Regions from separate parts of the Ostrinia nubilalis genome. Here region 1 is linked to region 2. Evidence: chromatin contacts called from public Hi-C data. All regions are on one chromosome and are shown on one strand. Each heading gives the region's core, a stretch centred on a gene start, on an enhancer-like site or on the middle of the called end of the contact. The rest is flanking DNA. Distances are from core to core; before and after follow the strand shown.

The links. Hi-C and Micro-C count contacts between places; a contact is called where the count stands out from the background.
Region 1: a contact with region 2 is called in a Hi-C map of whole body, with 3 times the contacts expected there. The contact joins the promoter of LOC135071269 here to the promoter of LOC135071260 in region 2. A contact is called at or near these places in 3 of 5 Hi-C or Micro-C datasets (whole body and whole larva).

Annotation. Positions count from the first base shown.
Region 1 is chr4:16,396,220-16,400,641 of ilOstNubi1.1, forward strand. It overlaps LOC135071269, which reads left to right and starts at 1,391. Exons shown (of 8, transcript XM_063965061.1): 1 at 1,391-1,506. The coding sequence starts at 1,488.
Region 2 is chr4:16,238,070-16,242,407 of ilOstNubi1.1, forward strand. It overlaps LOC135071260, which reads left to right and starts at 1,320. Exons shown (of 7, transcript XM_063965049.1): 1 at 1,320-1,390.

The DNA of each region.
Region 1 (4,422 bases), core at 141-2,640, 160 kb after region 2:
CCTTAAATCTATGACCATAAGGGCGAAAACTCGGCAGTCTGAGAGTCATCGCGCATTGTGGCAGCGACGTAACCTCGACAGGCGGAAGCGGCCAAGAATAGAATAATTTCAAATCGCATGGAAATCAAATTTTCTACAACATAATACTATTTTCATACGTTGTTTACTTATAATATTATTCCACGAAATGTATTACATTTACAGTGACATAATGTAATAGGTAACCTACATACGATTGTAATCTATTCCGGTTATTATAGTTAGGCTGGGTTGCACCATCTTACTTTAACTTTGACAAACGTCAAAAATCTGTCAAACTCCATACAAAAATCGCCGGTTATCGTTATAGTTACGGTCAAAGTTAGGTGGTGCAACTCAGCCTTAGTAGTCAGCTGATGGCTTATGATCAATATAAGTTATTAAATGTCGAATTTATGAATTTCTGATGCAGTACTAAATGTAAATTATGGGTAAGTACATTAGGCCTTTCTGAAAAATCTATGTTTTAAATAAAATCACACCAAATCACGTTATTTACGGCTGTGCTTTTGAAAAATTCATGTTTTTTTACCAAAATGTGTTTTATTACAATAAATTATAATATGTACGAGTACCTATACAAAAAGATAAACCATTCACTCACATCGTAGCAATGATTTCCTATCTTTCATTACGCTATCGGTTTACGAAATTAGTTCTATCGAATAGTAGCGGTCACTCTCATAGCTATAGTTACCTCTTACTACAACAATAACATTCAACAAGGAATTAAAACTTATGGAATTTCTAATATTTCACAACAAAAGTAAAATGTACAGACAATATTTCACTTACCAGACCAGCTGGTTGAGACATTCCTCGTACTTATTTCTCTCTTCTCGATTATATCTTTTCTTACCAACATTGCACTACACACATTTCACACACAAATATCACAATTAAGCCACAAAGCACCATTAATTGTTATCGTTCTACAAGCTTAAAATGGACAAAACCGTAACACACAACATATCGACATATTTCTAGAGCATTTCTATCAATACTGACGGTTGTGTCAAGGAAACTTTCCTTTATTTTCTTAACTACCTTCTTTTATCCTCGTGATTTGACTGGCAACATAAATCAATTGACAGCTGAAAATAAGAATATACGATTCTAAATTCAAATTTTGTTTTCTAAGAGAAAAACCTGACGTTACGTCAGTTTTTTTTATATTTAAAATTGGCACACTAACACAATGGACGAACTTATGCGCGAATTTTCCTTACAAAATGAAATGGGTCCCGTTTCATAAATGGTTCTCGACATAATATAAGTTATGAATATTGGTAAGTATTTTTACTGGCAAGACCATTTTTCTTTTCCAGCGGTATAATTTCGTGGTAAACAAACGGCGGTGGCGAGGGTGGCACGTGTTGGTCAGTCGTCGTCCCGCGGCCGGCCGCCCCACGCGAGCGATGCCCGTCCGTTAGCCACTCGCCGCCGCCATGACCGATGACATACCAGGTGACAAGCGACCACCATTATTTTATAATCTGTTTAAAAAAAATGTGATAGAACACTGGCCAGTTTCAAAAACATACGCATTATAATGGATTTTTATTTTTAAATTATAGTGAAAGATTAACATATCATAATCGTGATAGTTGGGTAAATGCCGCCACCAAAAGTGTTCTGTCAGAATGTAGAGTTTGAGAAAAAAGACTCATTTTGTTTTAATCTTAAGAATTGTGTCCATTCGCTGTTTGTAATGCCCTAGTTTACGGTGGTCATTAAGGTTATGCGAAATTCTATAAAGTACGCCCGAACCATTTACAATGTCGTTCTAGTGAATGTCTTGCATGCTAAATACGTAGTTTATTTGTAAACGCGAATTGAAACGTGGTGCAAAGTATGTGTTTGCAGGGTGTTAGCATATTTTCATCTAGTGCTTTTGTTGTACAGATTGACGTTTTACTTTACTTTTTTTTACAGTGTTATTTCATCTTTTTTATTCTTCTATCATTAGTAGTAGTATTATCATTGATTACTGTCATAAAAAATACATTTCAAATGGATGTTTTATCGCACCACAATGTAACATTCTGAATCAACTTAGAAATTTAATTTAATCAGCTGAACGAAAGTCCGACGAAGGAAATAACACTGCTGGTGAGTAAGAGCAACATTTTGACACTAATTTATAACTATTTTTTACAACTACCCCAACTTTTTTATTCTTTGAACTGCATCTTTTGTACAGTGCGTACAATTTATTTCATGCAACTACTTACTGTATTTCAGAAATATTTATGAAACATGTTCACACAACCTTGCCTTAATTTACAATTGCCTTAATAAATGGAACGGACATGTTTATTTTAAATAGCATTGTCAATTTAGATCCATTTCAAAAATAAACTTACGTACAAAAATAAGACTCAGATGCCGTCACCTGAACACGCTTTGCTTATCGATTCCTAACGACTTTGGGTCAGAAATTGAGGTCGAGTTTTATAGTATAATCAAGATTAGCCCTTTATTTTCATGGAGCCCATGAAAATTCGTATTTTATCACGCTCATATAATAGGATATCATTACCTTTATTGTGCCTAATAAAATTACGGAGAGTACAAATAGTTTTTAATTATTGATTAAATTTTATTTTCGAAATATCACTTGCATTTAGTTACTAGTGAAAACTACTTCGGTACTGACTTGTAGTGATATGGCTGATATACAGCTTACTGAAGTACAATCTGTGCAATGGTGCTGCTGAGCCAAACGCCCTGTATATTATGCTGCACTTTTTCCGAACACGGTGCAATTAGCATATAATAATAAAATCCCCGTATCACGCTAGCACCACCCTCGCATGCCAACCCGCGACCGGCATAATCAACTGCCCTGTACTCTGGCGATACAGAAATATGTACTTAGTAAAAATATTAGAGCCGTTAGGTATGGAAATATAAGTCAAACGACTTTTGCTAACTTCTGTCGAAAAAATTGGTCAAAAACCCTAAAAACCATATATTTCTTCGGGAAAAAAACCATTATAATAAAATTATATACTACTGCTCTAAAGTCATCAATTTCCAATAGGAATTTACACCAAGGATTTTCGTCAATTATTAAAGAAAACAAAAAGAAAAATCTTTATCCATTTTTTGATTTTGAAAAAACTAAGAAAATAATTAAAGAGATATTATTTTATGTATATCTTATCTTATGTTATGTTTATGTTACCGTATTCTATATTAACACTCTTCAAGTTGTTATTTCTTCATGTTATTTCTATAAGATTAATGGGAACCTAAATCAGTTTCATTGAATTACCGACTCTACCAAACATTGTGTATCTTGTGCTAACAAGATCATGATTTATGTCAGCGTTTGAACATAAGCTGCTATTACGACTTCTTAGTCCATTTGTAATGGAATTAGGGACAGGACTAATATTACTTGAGTAGTCATTAGTCGCCTGATTACCCACTCGTAAGCGCTCTAGTAGAAAATCCGTAGTGTAAACGTAGTGTATGTTGCCAATCTATGTACGAATACTTGCATTAGACTTTTGTTACGCAACTTAAAAAGGGTTTAATTTCTAAAAGTTGTCATATTTAATGCTAAGATAAAACGTGAATGTCGAAAACCTCATTTATTCATCATTATTTTTAGCCATAGGACGTCCACTGCTGAACATAGGCCTCCTCCAATGAAATCATAATGACTATTATGATTATTCAATCAAGTATAAAACCAAATTCCTTTCATAGACAAAGGTAATGCTTATCATGGTTGTGTAGAGCACTTAAAATTATTAGTTATATAGGTATGTAAGACTGACCTTAACATCTGAAATGCTATTTCAGTACGTGACGGACAACCCTTTATACCATACCAGCGACATTTAAAAATAGCCCGAACTTTGGTTAAATTCCATCCATCACGTTAATCTAAATTGCTAAATACTAACTCGACAAATCTCACAGTCCATCAACTTAAACAGAACGAACTATTACCACGAATACCACATTAATATTATAGGTATTTGCTAGAATGATGTAATACCACTTTAGTGCTATTATATTCTTTAGCCAGAATTCCAAGTATTTCTATACACAATTACTGGCTACAAGTGTTATTCGTGAAAAAGGTGCTATTAATTTCGGACATGATACCGATCTCCGACAGCTTGAGGTAGCCGAAACAGCCTTCGGACAAGGTCACCGGAAGTCACGTGACCTAAGGGCTGCTTTACATTTTCCTGCACCTTTAGTTCAGCTACGCGTCGGTGTAATTTAGTCATCTCAAGTGACGTCAGATGGAAATTTTCACCACCACTAATGGAGCGTAATAAAAGTTGGGGTAGAGAATGACGCATGGCATTTACATTTCTATGAAATGGCCTGTCAGATAAGTACTTATTGCCTACTTAT
Region 2 (4,338 bases), core at 70-2,569:
TTCTCTACATCCAGAAGTTATTTTTTAATGAAAGGAAAATAGCCAGGAAATAAGGCTGAAAATTCAATGAAGGAATATGCCTTTACTTTCGATGTGACTGCCATAGCTCATAAAAATACGACGATACGTGACGTCCACGTTTTTTAAAGTTAACTGACGTTACCATTGTATAATAAAAAAAAATATGTAAAAAAATTAAATGTATGTAAACTTTTTCTATTTTTCTTATTACAATAGTAAGTTGGAGGTAAGAACCTCAAGCAATCTCGATACATTTGAAAGTAGTCCATAGTAAGCGGAAAAATTTGTTTCCGGATATTTTTTTACGTTGAAAATTCTATACTCAAACTCCCCGATTTTCATTTTACTTTTGATACGCATCACTAAATTTCATAAATTGCTCTCTCTCTCTCTTACATACCTAAAATATTTCTTTTGAAAAATACTGTGTACGAGTAGGTATATCAGAACATAAGATACGCATAGGTATTCTTAGTTAAGTTGAATGCAAAATATGGCGACCTGAATGCTTATACTCTGACGTCATGGCTATGAATAAATTAAATTATATTCTTGTGCAGACATCACGAGCAGTCCTTGAAGGGTCGATCTGGATTGCGTATTCAAATGGGAATATCATTTTCATATCACAATAGTAAACATCCGGACGGATGTATTCATGGTCTACCCGCAATCCGCATACATTTTCATGACCATGTTTACTTGTACTATAATTCTTATGGGTATACGCATTGATACACTATCTACGTGGGTCTAGTGTGGTATTTCGCAATGATTTTGGATATTAGATTCTACGAAATTATGTCAGTGACTTATAAAATTCAAAATTTTATAAGGACAGTACTGTAATACTTGTCATGTATGTATGTATTATGAACAACTAGCTACATTAGATACCTACCTATTCATTTATTCATTATTTCTTCGAATGGCAAAAAAATGCTTGAAATGCAAAATATTTAGAATGTTTGATGTTTAAAGTCCACGAACTCCGTAAAACCGTATGAGCATGATCGACATTAGTCGCCTGATGAAAATGTAGAGTCCACGAAAACCTAAACCAAGGAAGTTAAAAGTTATTACAATAGGTACTATGATATCACAGTCCTACCATAGACCTAGCAATGAAGCCATTGCTGAAGTGAAAACAATTTCACGGTTTCGGCTCGCACCTCGCAGGCAAGGCAGTGTGAATCCGTATTCCGTGGGGGGCAGTCGCGTCGTTCATTCCGCGACCGCGCGCGCCGGCGAAACTTTTATCAATTAAAACTATCGCAAAACTACACCAAAACATTCCAAAGCATATTTAACTGTGGTACTGACTAGTGTGTTTTGTGCCAGTGTGCGGTTGCCGGCCACGTGATTTCAGGTAAATATGCCATTCGCGATTTATCACGGCAGAAGTTGGAATATCACGAATTTGTGGATCTCGAAAGCTCTTTAGTTTGTTGATATGTTTATACCGTTACTAGATTTGAATAAACATCAATTAAAGTATGGATTAAGTTTCAAACAGGAAAGCTTTGGTATGTTGTTGTTAAAGTGACAGGACATAAATGGTTTGGTTTGGTGGTATTCTGTGTATGTAAATAAAATAAAACATAATCTTTTTATTTTAATCAAATTAGCAATTTAAATTGAAGGATCAAAATATTTATGGGATTAAAGGCAAGAGATTCTCTCGTTTGCGGTTTTTTATTGCTTAGATTTGTATATTTTATGAGAAGTAAAGTTTGACAATAAACCAGAGATTAGTTAAATAAAACGTAGCAGATTCAAGTCATAGAGTTCTTTTTGGTGTGAATTTCGACCACTACTTAGTACGTACCTAATTTAGAAATTCTCAAAATTGAAGAGGTATAGGTTACCCACTAGAAAAACACTGCATTATCCAGTTTAATTAATGTCGGGACTGCAGGATTTTCGCCACAAACCAGAAGTGTCAATAATGTTGGAATCAGTTTTCGAAAGAAGCCCAAACCATCGATTTATTTACTCACCTCTGGTTAGGGGAGACCAACCTTCTCTTGCTCTCCACCAGCCACGGATACCCGAGACAGAAACTCGTTCCATATTGGACACCGAATATCATAAGTACTCCATCTAATCTGGATCAGGAACAGATCGGTGAAAGGTCCTTCTCAGTATCCGAGAGACCGAGAGCACTTCTTCACTGACCGTGGCCAAGCTAAGGTTTAAAAGATATACTAGGACACTCTCTACTTTAATATAAATATCGACATATAATTTCCCAAAAAAAATGCTTAGTAATTTAATTAGCATAATCGGCAGACAAGGTTGGCATGTAGTCAGCTAAAGTTTCATTTCGGGAGTTCTTTAAAAGGTTATAAAGTTAGTTAAGCCATTAATAATGCCATTGAGCAGTTTAACTGCAAATTTTCCCATTAATATGAAATTAATTAGCATAAATGTTTTTTAATAAATGTATAAATAGCGGAAATGTTATTTAAAAACTAATCAGCATTGAAAATCTTTTAATAACCTTTTAAAATGGTATAGAAGTTAGTAACATACAATACAACTCATACGCAGAATTTTTGCGTATAGTGCACATTAGGCCTTAACATGTGTTGTACAACAACACATCAAATTGCTTACTAATAATTACTATTATTGTTATATGTTACACCTACACATATTTTGATAACATTGTTATCAGCTGTGAAGCAATAAGATCGTGAGGCAATCATAATAAAACTTATCAAAGTGATACCTGAAAACATGAGAGATTTTGTCAAACATTTGGGGAGATATTGGCGTTGCTATGCCAAATTACGTCCAACATTCGGATATTCGAATACCATCCCTTCGGGGAAGTCGTTTTATTTTTCTCGAGCGTAAATCACGGAGGCATGGCGTTTTATTTGGATTCCTATTGGATACTGGGAATCGCGACGTCTCTCCGCTGATAGCGATAAGTCATTTCGGCTGTAAACCCCTTCGAGATTAAAACTTCTGATGAGAAAAGCAATAAGTTTTATGCAAACATATTCAGCTGGGTTGCACCATCTCATACATTTAACAAACGTCAAAAATGTGTCAAACCCCATACAAAAAACACCGGTTATCGTTATAGTCACGGTTAAAGTTAGGTGGTGCATCTCAGCCTTAGAAAATGATTTTTATGAATCGCGTGATTCTGGGTATACTCGTAAATGACAGAAAACGCGTTTTTTTTATAATAATAATTGTTGTAGCTGCATGCACCTGAAAATTAAAAACACAACAATCTACTTTCACTGGCGTTGTTATCATAAATTGTATAAAATCAAAATCAAAATCAAAAATATTTATTCAGTTTAGACCACAAGTGGCACTTATGAACGTCAATAGAAAATAATAAAAAAAGAAAAGGTAGCCCTTATGGGGCACTTTACATGTCTCCTTATCTTTTGGGCCCTACCAGCGCTTCGAGACAAACATATGGCAAGTGCTGAGAAGAAACGCCGGAACAAACTCAGTCACCACTTATTGCCAGGAATTATCTAACGGTAAGAATAGTCAAATTTAAGTACATCAAATATGTGCAGACTGAACTGACCACGCATCCTTGTCATCAATATAGTCTCGAACCTTGTAGTACCCTTTGGACATAAGGGTATTTTTTATATGTATCTTAAATTTGTCTATTGGCAATTCAACAAGGTTGTGTGGTATTTTGTTAAATATGGTAATACATTTCCCCAAGAATGAATTACCTATCTTATGCAACCTAAATGATGGAACAGCAAGTTTATTTTTATGTCTCGTGTTAAATGAGTGGACGTCACTTTTCTTAGTAAATAAATGTATATGTTTACGGACATACATAATGTTATCAAATATGTATTGCGAAGCCACAGTCAATATATTGATTTCTTTAAAAACTTCTCTAAGCGAGTCACGTGGTTTAAGACCGTATATTGCCCGGACAGCTCTTTTCTGTAAAATGAAAATTGATTCTATGTCTGCTGCTGAGCCCCACAGTAAAAGACCATAAGACATAATACTATGAAAATAACTAAAATATACAAGCCTTGCTGTTTCAACATCAGTCAAGTTTCTGATCTTTCTCACCGCAAAGGCAGCTGAACTAAGTCTTCCCGCCAAGGCAGCAATATGGGGGCCCCATTGTAATTTACAGTCTAGGGTAATACCTAGAAAGACAGTAGAGTTTATCAGTTCAATGCGTTCATTATTTACTGTAATATTAGTATTAACTTGTTTGACATTAGGCATAGTGAATTTTAAACATTTAGTTTTTTTTGCGTTTAATAGCAAATTATTAGTTGTAAACCAGTCTAATACTTTGGAAAG